2 separate regions of the Danio rerio genome follow, and region 1 is linked to region 2. A link is a contact called in public Hi-C data. All regions are on one chromosome and are shown on one strand. Each heading gives the region's core, a stretch centred on a gene start, on an enhancer-like site or on the middle of the called end of the contact. The rest is flanking DNA. Distances are from core to core; before and after follow the strand shown. Region 1 holds the start of dnai2b (dynein, axonemal, intermediate chain 2b). Region 2 holds the start of ttyh2 (tweety family member 2).

The links. Hi-C and Micro-C count contacts between places; a contact is called where the count stands out from the background.
Region 1: a contact with region 2 is called in a Hi-C map of hematopoietic stem cells, with 2.0 times the contacts expected there. The contact joins the promoter of dnai2b here to the promoter of ttyh2 in region 2. A contact is called at or near these places in 4 of 18 Hi-C or Micro-C datasets (caudal fin, embryo and hematopoietic stem cells) and 3 of 4 datasets of contacts at active chromatin or transcription factors (caudal fin, embryo and gastrula embryo).

Annotation. Positions count from the first base shown.
Region 1 is chr12:40,655,391-40,663,028 of GRCz12tu, forward strand. It overlaps dnai2b (dynein, axonemal, intermediate chain 2b), which reads left to right and starts at 3,521. Exons shown (of 13, transcript XM_005156402.5): 1 at 3,521-3,591; 2 at 5,429-5,616; 3 at 5,827-5,988; 4 at 6,806-6,933. The coding sequence starts at 5,434.
Region 2 is chr12:40,524,560-40,531,205 of GRCz12tu, forward strand. It overlaps ttyh2 (tweety family member 2), which reads left to right and starts at 4,020. Exons shown (of 14, transcript NM_001327808.1): 1 at 4,020-4,448. The coding sequence starts at 4,320. It overlaps rpl38 (ribosomal protein L38), which reads left to right. Exons shown (of 5, transcript NM_001002486.2): 4 at 318-440; 5 at 2,175-2,243. The coding sequence ends at 2,200.

The DNA.
Region 1 (7,638 bases), core at 2,271-4,770, 130 kb after region 2:
ACTCTGAGCTTGCATCAATACGGCCGCCACATTTGTACAGTGCTCTCAGGACAAAAGTCATTCAACTGCTCTTAGTCAAGACTAAAGCTAATGTGAAGATGCTGGACTTTAGCGCTTTGTACTGGTGTAGTGACGGGCAAACAAAGAAAACAAAGCATGCGCTTCATAGATAAGATTTAATTGTTTACGTTTTTGTATGTTACGAACTTTGTGCTCAACAAGTCACGTTATTGATGATGATGATAATACAGTCACTTACTGCACTGACCATAAGGCAGGGTTTTTCAAATCTAAGACAGTGGGCCTCCCTTTTGACACAACTTATCCATTGGCGCCCCCCTCCTCCCAAACACGCACGCACACACACACACACACACACACACACACACACACACAAAATTCTGGAGGTTTTCCTGCTACCTCATCATGCTTGGTTTCAAGGTGTCGCCGAAGTTTAGCGGGTCTCATGCTGTCATTAGCCAAAATATCTTGACAAACCACGCAAAAAGGTTGTGGTTCATCAGCTGGTCCTGTCCACGTAAATCCTAAACTCAAATACTGATCATTATATCGTCGTCTTTTGGGTTTAAGCCCTGAACTTGAAGGCTTTTAATCGGGGGGTCTCAGAAACCAATCCATTGTATTAGCAGGCATATACCTGTCTTGGCGGGCTTGTCAAACAGAAGCGAATTCACAGCTATGGCCTTCTGGGTAAAAAAGGTTTTCTTATTTTTGACGTATTTTTTTTTAGCTTTGTTTATTTAAAACGTTTAATTCTAATAAAAAATACATATAATAATTAAACTTAAAAATTATATTTTTATTATATAATATTTTTTTCCCGCGCCCCCCCTGACATACTCTGGCGCCCCCCAGGGGAGGCGCGCCTCACACTTTGAAAACCCCTGCCATAAGGCATAGTAAGCACCAACTTGCACTAAATTCTAGGCTTATCCTACTCTGGTTAAATAAAATCAGCAAACAATGTAAACAAAATATAACAACAAGATGCTGATGCCAGAAACTTGTATTATTGTCGGCCAAGTGAAGTAACGGCTTGTTTGAAGTAACATAACTTAATTCTTAATAACTTATAACAGTGCCTGCGCCTCAATGTGCATACTCTCCACCCTAAATTATTTAATATTATAAATGTTATAAACCATTTAGATCTGAAAGGTGGATGTGCACATTGAAATGCAGAGATACCAATGTTCACATGAATCGTTCATAACGGAGATTCATTCACAAACGAATCGCTTCGTCCATTAGAATTGGAAGTAAAATCGGAAAAGGAGGTGTGTTTCAGGACATGGGTTAGATCACATTTAACAAGTGGGGAGGATAATACATTTCCATGCTCACAAACACACACTTTTTGTCAGGAATGCCCATGCGGTCACTTATCCGTCGATATAGAAAGTGATGCAAGGTTATAATTTTCATAATTTAAAAAATGTTTGCGTACTGACCACCAGGAAAACCCCCGAATTTAGATATATGTGTGTATATATCTCTGGCTCCAGATGGTTAGTCCTCCACCTCACCTTGGTCCGCACATATCACTTCACAGAAGCGCTACCCTGTAGTAAAATGGCAGCTCTACTGATGCATTCCTTCCATTAGAGAACAACAGCGAAGGCAACATCTAATGTAAATATCTTTGATTTCCAGCAAGCACAGGTAGCAGGTCATTTTACCTGAAACTTTCATATATAAATGACAATAAATAGCACACTGAGCCAATCTCTTCCTTTGTATTAACCCATTGTAAATAACCTATATGATAACAGACGTGGTGTTATTTGTATTTCTTTCTTTGCTCCGTTCTTGTGTGCCATTTTCAGGATGTTGTTTGATACAGATCTGCTATAGTAGGACAGATGCGTGCACAGCTTGTCCTCATTGGAGATTTGTGGTCATATAGCATTTTTTTTTTTACTGATTTTAATATTTTGGGTGCATGAATAGCACTGTGTTGCAGACACTGAGGTGGTGCTTGATTTCTGTCGAACTTAGAGGACAGAGACGTGGACATAATAAAAGCATTTTGAATTTAATTAAGTGAACGTGTCTATTTTTGAAAGTTGCAAATAGCCACATCACTTCAAGGCATATTTACACACTATATGGGGTTAGTTGTGTCACTATAATGTTACTTAAAGTTTTTTAATGAAACTGCAAATATGTAAAGCATACCGAATATCAAAAGTTTTGCTAGCTATTATGCTATTTGATTATGTTTACTATCATATATAAGCAACAATATAAATGATATTGCCAACTAAATGTTCAATTCAATTTAGCTTTAGTTGTGTAGCGCTTTTACAATGTAGATTGTGTCAAAGCAGCTTCACATAAATGGTCATAGTAACTGGATCATGGTAGTTCAGTTTTTAGTGTTTAAGTTCAGTTCAGTTTAGCTCAGTTCAGTGTGGTTTAAAATCATTACTGAGAGTCCAAACACTGAAGAGCAATCCATCGATGGGTTGCTCTACCGATCCCAAACCATGCAAGCCAGTAGCGACAGCGGCGAGGGAAGAAAAAAAACCTTGAGAGAAACCAGACTCAGTTGGCCACGACCATTTTAATTTAAATATATTTAAATGTCTATTTACTTGTTATCATTCACTTTAATTTATTCTATTAATCAATATCTTACTTGTTTATTTATTTATTTATTTTGCCTAAATGGTTTAATTTGTCAACTAAAATATTATAAATTGTGCCATTTTGGATGAACGTATTCATAATTTATTATAATTTAAGATTTTTGAAAATATAGTTTTATCTTCTCCTATTTAATAATAATAATAATAATAATAATAATAAACAATTACAACAATAATTATTATTTTAACTATTATTGTTGTTATTATTATTATTATTTTCTTTTTAGTTTCATTATTACTTATATTATTAATATTATTTTTATTTTCACTCTTGTTATTATTATATTAGTATTATTATTTTCATTATTATTATTACCATTATTATTAATATTATTATTGTTATTTTCATTATTATTTTCATTATTATTATTTTTTTGTCAACAAGATTACATTTGAGTGCCTGTGCATAATAATTACATATAATCAATTTGAAAAAAAAAACGATAGAAAGAAAAAAGGACTAAACTTATATTTTACAAGATTATTAAAATCTTGCTAAAATGTTAAATCCATAAACTGTAAATAACCTAAAACGCTAACGGTTTTAAGCTTACAGCGACATAATAATCACTGCAAAAACGCATTGTCCTTATTGAGCCCTGTAATGTGGCGCCCTCTTGTGGCAACTGGCAAGTTTGACGAAAATAAAACAGCAGAAACCTGAGGTAAAGCATCTTTTCTTGTCTTGATCCACATTTATTTATACATATAGACTCCTAGGTAGAATTTAGCCATGTTATTATTTAGTAGCAGTGATATTAGAAGCACAAGGAGAGTAAAAGAGCATAGTAAATTCTATGGTAAAAGTATGTGCGCTGCCGTGACGTCACTTTCGCCGCTGCTAGGATACAGTAAACTCCTGCTGTCCCGTGAACCAGTAAAACCAACAAAACCTGCTTTAAAAAAGACACAAATTCAGGTAAGATAAATTAAATAGCCTGTTTTTAAAGTCTTTAACACGAAACGGCTTGACATAGATTGATACGTACCGTGAAATGTAATGTGTAAGGTGTTTTTTTTTAGTTTTGTTTGGCTATTAAAAATCCTTCAAAGCTACTTTTTGACATAGCGCTTTGTTTGCAGTGTAAAATGTTTAAAAGCTATTAAAAATAATAGTTTTTTTTTTTACTTTAAGATATCTGTTTGAGGTTCGACATTCTTGCCAAAAGAAGCGGAAGTACTGTATAAAGTTATCTATTGTGTTTTTTATTTTTTTATTTTTTTTTTTTTATTAAAGCGTTCAACAAGAATACAAAAATATACAGAAAAGGTACAAAACCTTTAACAACAAGGGTAGAGAACAGAACAAAACAAAATGACAAACTAAAGAATATGCCAGGGGGAATATAAATTACAAAAAGCACTTTAAATTTAAAGCAAGGTCACAGTGATGTTTACAAGATCACATACAATACAGTCATCTATTATAAAAAAGAGAGAATATTGTAAGATTCACATAGTGTTACGGATTTTAAAGCTTTAACATTGCTGGAGGTAGAGATTGTATTTAAATAATATTTCAAATCTTTACAAAAAATAAGAAAAAGGGGCTTTACAGACAAAAATTTGCATTTATGTATAAAAAATTTTGCTAGTAAAATAAATAGATTTATTAGAAAATATATATCTTTAACTTTATCAACATGATAAAAACCAAATAAAACATCCTTGTATGACAAAGAAAAATTATATAAAAGAGATACACGTATAAATAAACTGAATTCTTTCCAAAAAATCTTAATATGGGTACATTCCCAAAAAAGATGATCTACAGATTCATCTAGAATTCTGCAAAAGGAACACAGGGGATCCTTTTCCGGAAGCATTTTTTTAATATAAACATTCACTGGATAAACTCTATGTAGCAATTTGAAGGAAACCTCTTTAACCTTATTTGTAATTAGAAATTTGTTGGGTAAAGACCACACAATCTTCCAAGGAATTCCTCATGTCATATTTCACTGGAGTAATTTATTTTATCTATTGTGTTGTTGCTATCTTTTTTCTCATCAGTGTGACGTAAACTATTTGAAAACTCTAAAACAAACCTAATCCTGACACATTGTAGTTATTCTAATCTAAGACATATGGAAGCATAACAGTACAATATTTTTTATGGTATATAATTATTGGCTAATATTTACAGAATTATGTAATTCAATTCAATAGAAACATTGGATTCGTATAATTGAGAAATGATGGCGTATTTGTGTTTTTAAAATTAATTGTAAAAAATAATTTACATAATACAATGTCCAAAACTATAATAATCACCCATTCCTTTTTTTTTTGAGTGTGATGTTATAGAAATATTTATGATATCATACATTTACTTAATATTTGTTTAAAACCTTAAATAAAAAAGTATAATAATAAAAGAAATGTGTTTTACTTCAATATCATATACATTTTACTGGGTTTTTCACATCTCTATCAAATTAAATGTGCAAAGGTGATTTTTATATACATAAAAAAACTTATGCAGGTACAATGTCTCAAATAGCTTAATGTCTCAAAAAGTTTATTCCTAAAAATATATTATAATTCAATTATTTTCTCATGGGTAAGACTTTGGTTTAAAATATATATGAAAAAAGTAATATGACAGTTTTATTTTTTATTTTTTTATTTTTATTTTTATTTTTTTTGTCTACACTGTGATTTTTAGAGAAAGTCTATTAATATGTCATCAGATGACTTTGACCCGCACGTTCAATACGAATGTATAATAAAATTCACTTTTGGCTTTCCTTTAGCTAAAATGGAGATAGTGTATGTGTACACCAAAAAGCGCAGCGAGTTTGGCCGACAGTGTAACTTTTCAGACCGTCCGGCTGAGCTGCATGTGGACATTCTACCGGACTCTTCCCTCGCTGCAAACTTCACAGTGAGAGATCCATGTAATGTGACCATACAGTGTGCAGATGAAATGTCAGAGCATGAGGTGAGACATATCAACAAATACCATTTATACAAAATCAAAAACAGAAAAAGAATATATATATATATATATATATATATATATATATATATATATATATATATATATATATATATATATTATTCTTTTGATTAGCATTTTTTGGGTTGTGCAGTTTAATTCACAGAATTTCTACAAAGTATATATATAAATAAATATTCTTGTCCTGTTCAGGTGAACACAGAGCGCTTTGAATCTGAGTCTCGAGGAATAAACCATGTGGAAGGAGGATGGCCGAAAGATCTCAATCCAGATGACATGGAGGCCACCATCCGCTACAGGAAGAAAGTGGAGAAGGATGAACACTATCAGAACACCATTATGCAGATTGCTGGTGTGAGTGGCCGCTAAACTTATAACCTTTAGTATTAACCCAATTTAAACCCTTTAATATTAACCCAAGATATTTTGAAGAATGTTAGACACTGTAATCATTGACTTCCACAGTATTTGTTTCTCCTACTATAGAAGTCAATGGTTACCCGTTTCTAATATACCATTCTCTCTGTAAAGTCTTCAACCAACTAGGCCTAGCAGTAGCAGTTAAGCTGCAGAGAAAGCCACAAGATGGCTATGGATAAAAAGGGCTGATCCTTGGGTGATGGCTACTGGGACTCAAGCTGGGGTCTGATTAACCTCAGCTGGGTCACCTGGGTGAGGGTGTCTGATGTTGAAAGACCCGAATCACCCAGTAACCCCAGAATACATCACTGACAATGTGTCCCAGTGCATCTAGTTGATGTTTCTTGCACACTGTTTTGTTTTCAGCAGAAAAAAGGAAACTCACAGTTTGGAACGACTTGAATAAATAGTGTGTAAATGTATAATTTTGGGGGAACTATCCTATTAAATCTTCATATTTCTATCCTTCAAACCAATTTTCTATTAAGTTTTATTTATTATGTATGTTATTTAAACATAAATATATCAATTATCCTGAATAACAAACATTATTTCACTCATATTTTCACATTTTATTTTTTGATACTTTAAAGCAGATACTGGCTTTTAATCTGTTGTCTATATATATAATAAAATCCCTTATGGAAATGCAAAACTGGACGTCTCATCTCTAATGACATGCTGGGCTTAGCTTGAACCCTATGTTGTGATTTTATTCCATTATAATAATGGTTTTGACGTCTTCTTGTAGCTCATGGAACACTGCATTAGGCAAAACAACGCCACTGACATCTATGAGGACTTTCTGGAGGATGAGGATGAAGAAGATGTGGAGGAGTCAGAGGAACAGCCATCAGCAAAGACAATCAATGTCTTCAGGTGAGCACAAAATTATATCAACCCAGTTTTGTGAATGAATAAGACAGGGTTTTTCCTGCATAAGGAGATCATGAGAGGGCCACCTCTGCTAATTTTGTACCACCTTTAAAAGTTTTACCTTCACATAAAAACTTTTTAAAATTAGGCAGACAGTCATGGCTCACAGACCCAAGAGATGCTCAAGCACTGCTTATGGATATAATAACATTTAAGATTTGCCTTTTAAAATAAGATAATAGTTTACTTGATAAGACTACAAGAATAATATTGCAAAATGTATTTAAAATGTTATGATCGGGATAACACCTCCACCTCATCCTGAGCCAGGATAAACTCTGAATAAGACATTATCATTTTGTGTCAATTGAAAACAAATATGTGTATTTAGAGTGCTTTTGTGAACATGTTTTATTATTTTGTCTATGTTTATACATTACCACCATTCTATTACAGAGATTATTAGAAAAATAATGATTATTTGAAAAACGAAAAAGAGGAGGGAAAAATTTTACTAATGATCTAATGCTGATGAAAGTGTATAAGGTTTTGGCTTTTTTTTTCTGTGCATCACTACATGATCACATTAGCATATTTATCCATATAAAGACCCACGAATGGTAGACCCACAACTTTAATTTCAGAAGTTAAATACTGTGGAGAATGTAAACATGACGTTTAAACATGCAATTATGACAAATTACTTTG
Region 2 (6,646 bases), core at 2,770-5,269:
TAGGGAGGATGGTGGTCATTACACAAAGTAACATGGTAAACAGTACAGAGGCTGCTAAATGAACAAATATGCGAATATAAAACCAACCTCTATTCGTTTTGAGTGCAAAAACAACCTTCTAAACAGCTACTAACTTGTGGTTTTGTCGGTTAGTCCTGAAACATTTGCATTGCATAGGCACTGTAGTACTATTGTGATAATGATAATTTTTACAATAGGTTGTGCAGCCCTAGTTAGTTTGACACTTTTTTTTTTTCACCTAAAAGAGCAGATTGGTTTGCAAAGCTCATCTAATGTCATGCCTTGCAATCCAACAGCTGTCAAGATCAAGAAGAACAAGGACAATGTGAAGTTCAAGGTGCGCTGCAGCAGATACCTGTACACATTGGTCATCACAGACAAAGAGAAGGCTGAGAAGCTCAAGCAGTCCCTGCCACCAGGTCGGTCTTCAAAAATGCCACATGAAATGTTGATTAGATCTTGCATCATGTAAACATGCACCCTGATAGTACATTTAATGTTGATTGCCAGATGGAACTAAATACATAAATGAGCCCTCAATTATTTAATTTTTTTTACATTTGTGTCCAGCATTTTGGTTTTTCAGTAATGTGATGGGCATTACTAAAATAATACACCCAACATTTAATATTGTCATTTACTAGCTTAACTTTTTTTTTTTTTTTTTCCCCTCTGTTGATCAAAAGATATTTCGATAATGTTGATAACAAGTAGCCATTGGCTTCCATAGTATTTACTTTTCCTATTATGGGTGTCAGTAGTTATCGGTTTTTAACATTATTCAAATTATCTTTTTTTTTCTGTTCCACTAATGTTTAAAGTATTCATTATAGGGGGATTTTGCCCTTTTAGGTTCTGGTTTTGTTTTCCAGCTGTAACATGTTTTGTAGTATGAATTTATAAGATTTTAAAGTGCATAGTAGTTGAACCCAGAGTTTCATTCAAATTATGGATCTCAATCTTAGTTCCTGGAGGGCCGCATCTCTGCACAGTTTTGCTTCAATCCTAATTAAACAGCTGATGCAACTAATCAAAGTGGTTATTTGGATCAGCTGTGTTTGATTATGGTTAAAGCAAAACTGTACAAAGCTGCGGCCCTCCAGGAATTGAGATTGCGACCCATGATCTAGATCAGGTGTAGGCAAACTTGATCCTGCAGGGCCAGTGTCCTGCATAGTTTAGCTCCAACCCTATTCAAACAGACCCCCCCAATAGAGTTCAAGTGATCTTGAAGGCACTGATTAGTTTGTTCAGGTGTGTTTGACTAGTGTTGGAACAAAACTCTGCAGGGACACCGGCCCTCGAGGATCAAGTTTGCCCTTCCCTGATCTAGATAGATTTATGGATTCTCTTGGTCACCAAAAGCTAACAATATTACATTTCAGCATTAAAACAATTTTTCATATACAATTTTCATCGAGTCATACCAGTATGAAATATGCCATTTATAATTTTTTTGCAAATCTTTAATCTTTTAAATAAGTACATTTTCTGTTGAATGTGAAAGATATTTTGAAGAATAGGCAACGCAAGTTTATTTATATAGCACATTTCATATGCAGTGGCAATTCAAAGTGCTTTACATAAACAGAAATGCAGATTACAGTTTTTGGTTAATCATTTCCTTGCTGCATTTTTTTCTATTTAACTTTTATCAAAACTATGAAAATCAATGGGGACTAGCTGCTTCTTGGTAACTCACCTTTTTTTTTAAATCATGCCTAAGAGAATTTCATACACCTATATGGAACAGCTTTTGGGGATAAATGGCAACTTCAAATTTGTGTTTACACAAACAAGTTAAATAGTTAAGAAATTTCATTGACATTAGGCTTGAGTGGTTTTATTTTTTCCTTTCTTTTGTATTCAGTAATTATAATTCATAATTGTGTCTGGCTGCCTTTAAATTTATGCTAATGCAGTAATTTGTTGGTGTTTTTAAGAAGTTTGCAAGTTGTCCAAACACTTTGGGTTTGTCCTGTGCCCACTGTGCATTTACACACTTGCTAGAGCAATGATGGACCTAGTGCTGAGTTTCGCATCTCTCAGAATCTTCAGTTCCACCGGTTCACTAACACTTACAGCTGTGCCTGGACTAAACTGACATTCTTTGGAGATCAGTCAAAATAACACCTTTCTTTTTCTGCTTTCAGGTTTGGCTGTGAAGGAGCTGAAGTAGATGTCTCTTGTACAAATGTTGGAATAAAATTGGATAAAATTAAGCCTTGTTGTTTGTGTTTCTATATCTAAGCTTGGTGTCTAATTTATTTTAAGACATTTGTATTATGAAATATTGATGCATTCATTGAATTAATTGGGGTGTTTACTTTTTGTTGAGATTTAAATCTGAAGAATCATGCAGTCCTGAATATTGGAGCATTGCCTGCTAAAATGGATGATTTTTCATCACAAAGAATTACATTTAATAACATGTTGATGTAGATTTATTCATTATTATTTTTAACAGGGAATTGGTGTTACGGATTTTCATGAAGGCCAATCTTGATCTAGATTTATCTACTTGGTCTCAAGCAGTAAGGCATATGAACCAAATATTGAATGACTTCTATATTTGGTACACAAACTCTTAAATGACTTTATAAACAATTTACAATTAAATGGACCTGTTTAGAAAGGTAGTGTTATTGATAGATTGCATTTTTTTTATAGTGCAAGTGTATTTATAAAGCTCCCATACTGTAAAACTCACTAATTTTGCTGTCTTTAATATATGTTCATTTTACAAATATAGCATCTTATGTTGGTTGAAATGCGACTATATGCGGAGAGTTATTTTACTTAATGGGTGCCTTCTAATAAATGGTTGATTTAAACCAGTGGTGTCCAAACTTGGTCCTAGAGGGACAGTGTCCTGGAGAGTTTAGCTTTAACCCATATCAAACACACCTGAACCAGCTAATCAAGCTTATTAGATATACTAGAAACTTCCTGGCAAGTGTGTTGGAGCTAAACTTTGCAAGACACCAGTCCTCCAGGATAGTGTTTGGACAACACCTGATTTAAACCAGGGGTCACCAATCTCGGTCCAGGAGGGCCGGTGTTCCTGCCGGGTTTAGCTCTAACTTGCCTCAACACACCTGCCTGGGTGTTTCAAGTATACATAGTAAGACCTTGATTAGCTTGTTCAGGTGTGTTTAATTAGGGTTGGAGCTAAAATCTGCAGGACACTGGCCCTCCAGGAACAAGTTTGGTGACCCCTGCTTTAAACAATGCAACTAAATGGCTTTATCTTAAACCAGGGTTGTCCAAATTCGGTCCTGGAGGGCCCGTTTCCTGGAGAGTTTATCTCCAACTTCAACACACCTGCCGGAAGGTTTCTAGTATATCAAGTAAGAGATCGATTAGCTGGTTCAGGTGATTGGGGTTAGAGCTAAATACTCCAGGACACCGGCTCTCCATGACCGAGTTTGGACACCCCTGCCACAAACTCATATTTAAAACGCATATTCCTGTGTTTGGTGTTTATTCAAATTTAAACACGTATACAATTTGTGTGTAACTATTAAAAGATTAACATTTACAAGGCTTCCTAGAAAACCTAAAACCAGTAGATGCCTGTGTTGAGTAATGCAAACTCTAAAATCTTAAACGGTAAATTAAATGATAAGTAAAAAGAGAAAGAAATTGTTTTAAACAACAGTAGTGTTAAAGGCTTTAGTTTTCTAATTTATGAAGTATAAATATGAAATTACCCCTTTACACGTGGTTTTAAATTGTATGTATTCCTGCCGTCTGCAACTACAAGAGTTACCCGATAGATGGCAATATTGTGTCATATTTTCATACGTACTACTAAACGTAGCGTATTGTTTTAAAGTTCGATCATGTTATAAACTTTTTTTTTTTTCCACCTAATTTTATTTGTAATATACCACTATAAGCGATACATACAAAAAAGTAAAAAATAAAATTTGTCCCGTCCTCATTCTCCTCTCAGGCGCGTCCCCGAGTCCCCATCCGTGCGCTCATTCAGGCTCGCTCTCGCCTGAGTACAACGCGCGCAGGAATGGCTGCGGCACGAGACTTGGATTTAATGCAATAATTCAACATTTCCCGTCAATTCCCATGGACTGCAAATTGGAGGAAGTATTCAGAGATCTTCTTAAGTCCCTTTGAGCACTTTTGTTTCAATACTCAGCTATCTTGAATGTCCAAACCCATGGCTTTTGTTTGAGAAGACAAGACACAGGAGAGTAAACGGCAAAGAAACACCCAAATTGTCGGAGCGTCTCTATCTGGGAAAGTGATTTTCTTTTAATCTGCTCGGCCGCTGAAGGATGTCGTCTGCCCGGGTCGATTATATCGCTCCTTGGTGGACTTACTGGCTGCATCAGTTTCCTCATGTGAATCTACGGTTTCAGCCGCTGGATCACACATTTAAACCGCAGGAGGAGAACTATCAGCAGGTCAGACCTTCTGCTTTTACTGTCATGCTGAGGTTTATGCTTCAGACATGGGCTTCATACATTGTCATTGAATGTCTCTTTGGCACATCTGAGTTGTATGATAATATTACAAAAATATTACATATGTACATTTATATTAAGAAGTCTTCAGAGAGTGTTTTCATTGTGTTTGACCTCTCAGTTGCCCCTCATAAAATGGTAAGGGGATGTACATTGTCTTAATATGAAGAGATAGACTCTTGTCTGGCTGTTAGGATTTGTTTATTTATATATTTCCCAAAACGTGTTAATGACTGTGTTTTAATTGACGTTAAGTCTAGCTCAAACAAATGCTCTTGTAAAAGATCTGTGTCTGTGTGAGGTACTTCTGTGATTCACCACACGACCTGAGTTTCAGTGATGGCTGTAATTTGTTTAAGGTCAGGGAACAATAGCCTATAGATATTTACCGTTCTATTATTCTCATTATTATTCTTATACATATTATTATTATTATTATTATTGCATTTATAATTTTGTTTATGGATTTTATTAAAAGTAATTAATTTATTAAAGTTTTAAAATCACAAGTGATTGTCTGTATGTGGTTTTGGTTGTAAGGCTAATGGAAACAAATAAAAAAAAAAAAAACAATTCCTGGCGGAAAATTATTATTTTGAACAATTTCTTAACAGTACAATTTTCAACAGTTAAACTTACAGGCATCACAGTATAAACACAGTGGAGATTTGCTTCATGCTACAGTATGTATTTTTATTCTTATGTTATGTTTGGAACTCAAAGTCCCTTTAAATAGCTAAAATGTAACCCAGGTGGTCATGTTTTAAAGAAAAGATTTTAAGTAGGCCTGCTTTTTGATAGTTTTTGGACAACTTTAATTATAGCAAATGACAACAACACACCCAAAAAAAAAAAAAAAGATCTTTTTTTTTTTTTTTTTTTTTTAAATCTCCCAGTTCAAGCTCATACATGGAATCAACTAAAATTGCTGCTTTATGCATTTCAGGCGAATAGTAAAGCATCAATACACACTAGTACATACTGTATGTATGCGTATTCTTTTATAAACACTGTATCAGACTCAATACAAGACAAGCCTGCAGTGCAAAAGCCACTAAAATGCTGCTGTAATGATGTAAATAGGCCCAAATGCATAAACAAATGTTTTCAGTTTTTGATGAAAATGGTGTCAGGCGAACGGTTAGAGGCCATTTATGCAGTGTAAACGTGGAATGAAATGCTCAGTTTTGCATACATCAATCCAAACTGAAGTAATGTTGTTGTCCTGAATAACACCCTTTTGAAAAATGCACAGTCTGCTTTATTATTAAACATGGTTAAATGTTTGCTTGCTAGATTTTAAATATATTTAAATATAATGATTTATTTGAAGTCCTATTCCATCCTAATGTGAAGCAAGTCTTTTTAAAGTAAAAAAATAATTTTGAACATCCAAATGAAAATTATGTGTGTTTCAATACAAGTACGCAAAGTTTGGACTTGCCAAGTTCAGACTTGGAAGAACGAACTTCCGAGGACACCAGGACACAAGTGGGACGGGTATTTTATATTGTTATTTACCTCACCATGGATTCATCGTTTTACTGCACATTAACAATAAAATGATTTAGTTGTATAAAGCACAGCCTTATAATAATTTGTATAAATCAATATGTTTGAATTAAGAAAATGAAAACGTAAATCACCATACATGTGAAGTAAAAGGTGCTATTTTACACAGACTTGAGTCTTTGATTATTTAATTTAAAATGCTACAATGCACACATTATACAAATATTAAGTACAGGATGTAACAAAAGGAAATAAAAATAACATTAAGCAATTTGGTAAACAAGGACAAACAGTGTACAATACGGTTTCATAATTAAAATGTAAAGCGTAACAAAATAACACTGCCAAAATAATACACCTAAAAACAAATAGTAGATTTAAATGACTATTATATCCATTAGATTTGCTCAAGATGGGTTAAATATTATGTTTTAACTACATTAAAGAGATGAGATCCAGCGGTACATTTGAGATAGTCTGGCTGATTAAAGCTGCTCTTGATAGGGAAGGTGATGAGGAAGCTCCCGCTGACAGGCTGGGGGTCAGAGTCTGGATAAGCTGAGGCACGTCATCATCTTTGTGAATAAACTGCCGATTCGAGTTTAAAACAATCACATTCTCGCCTG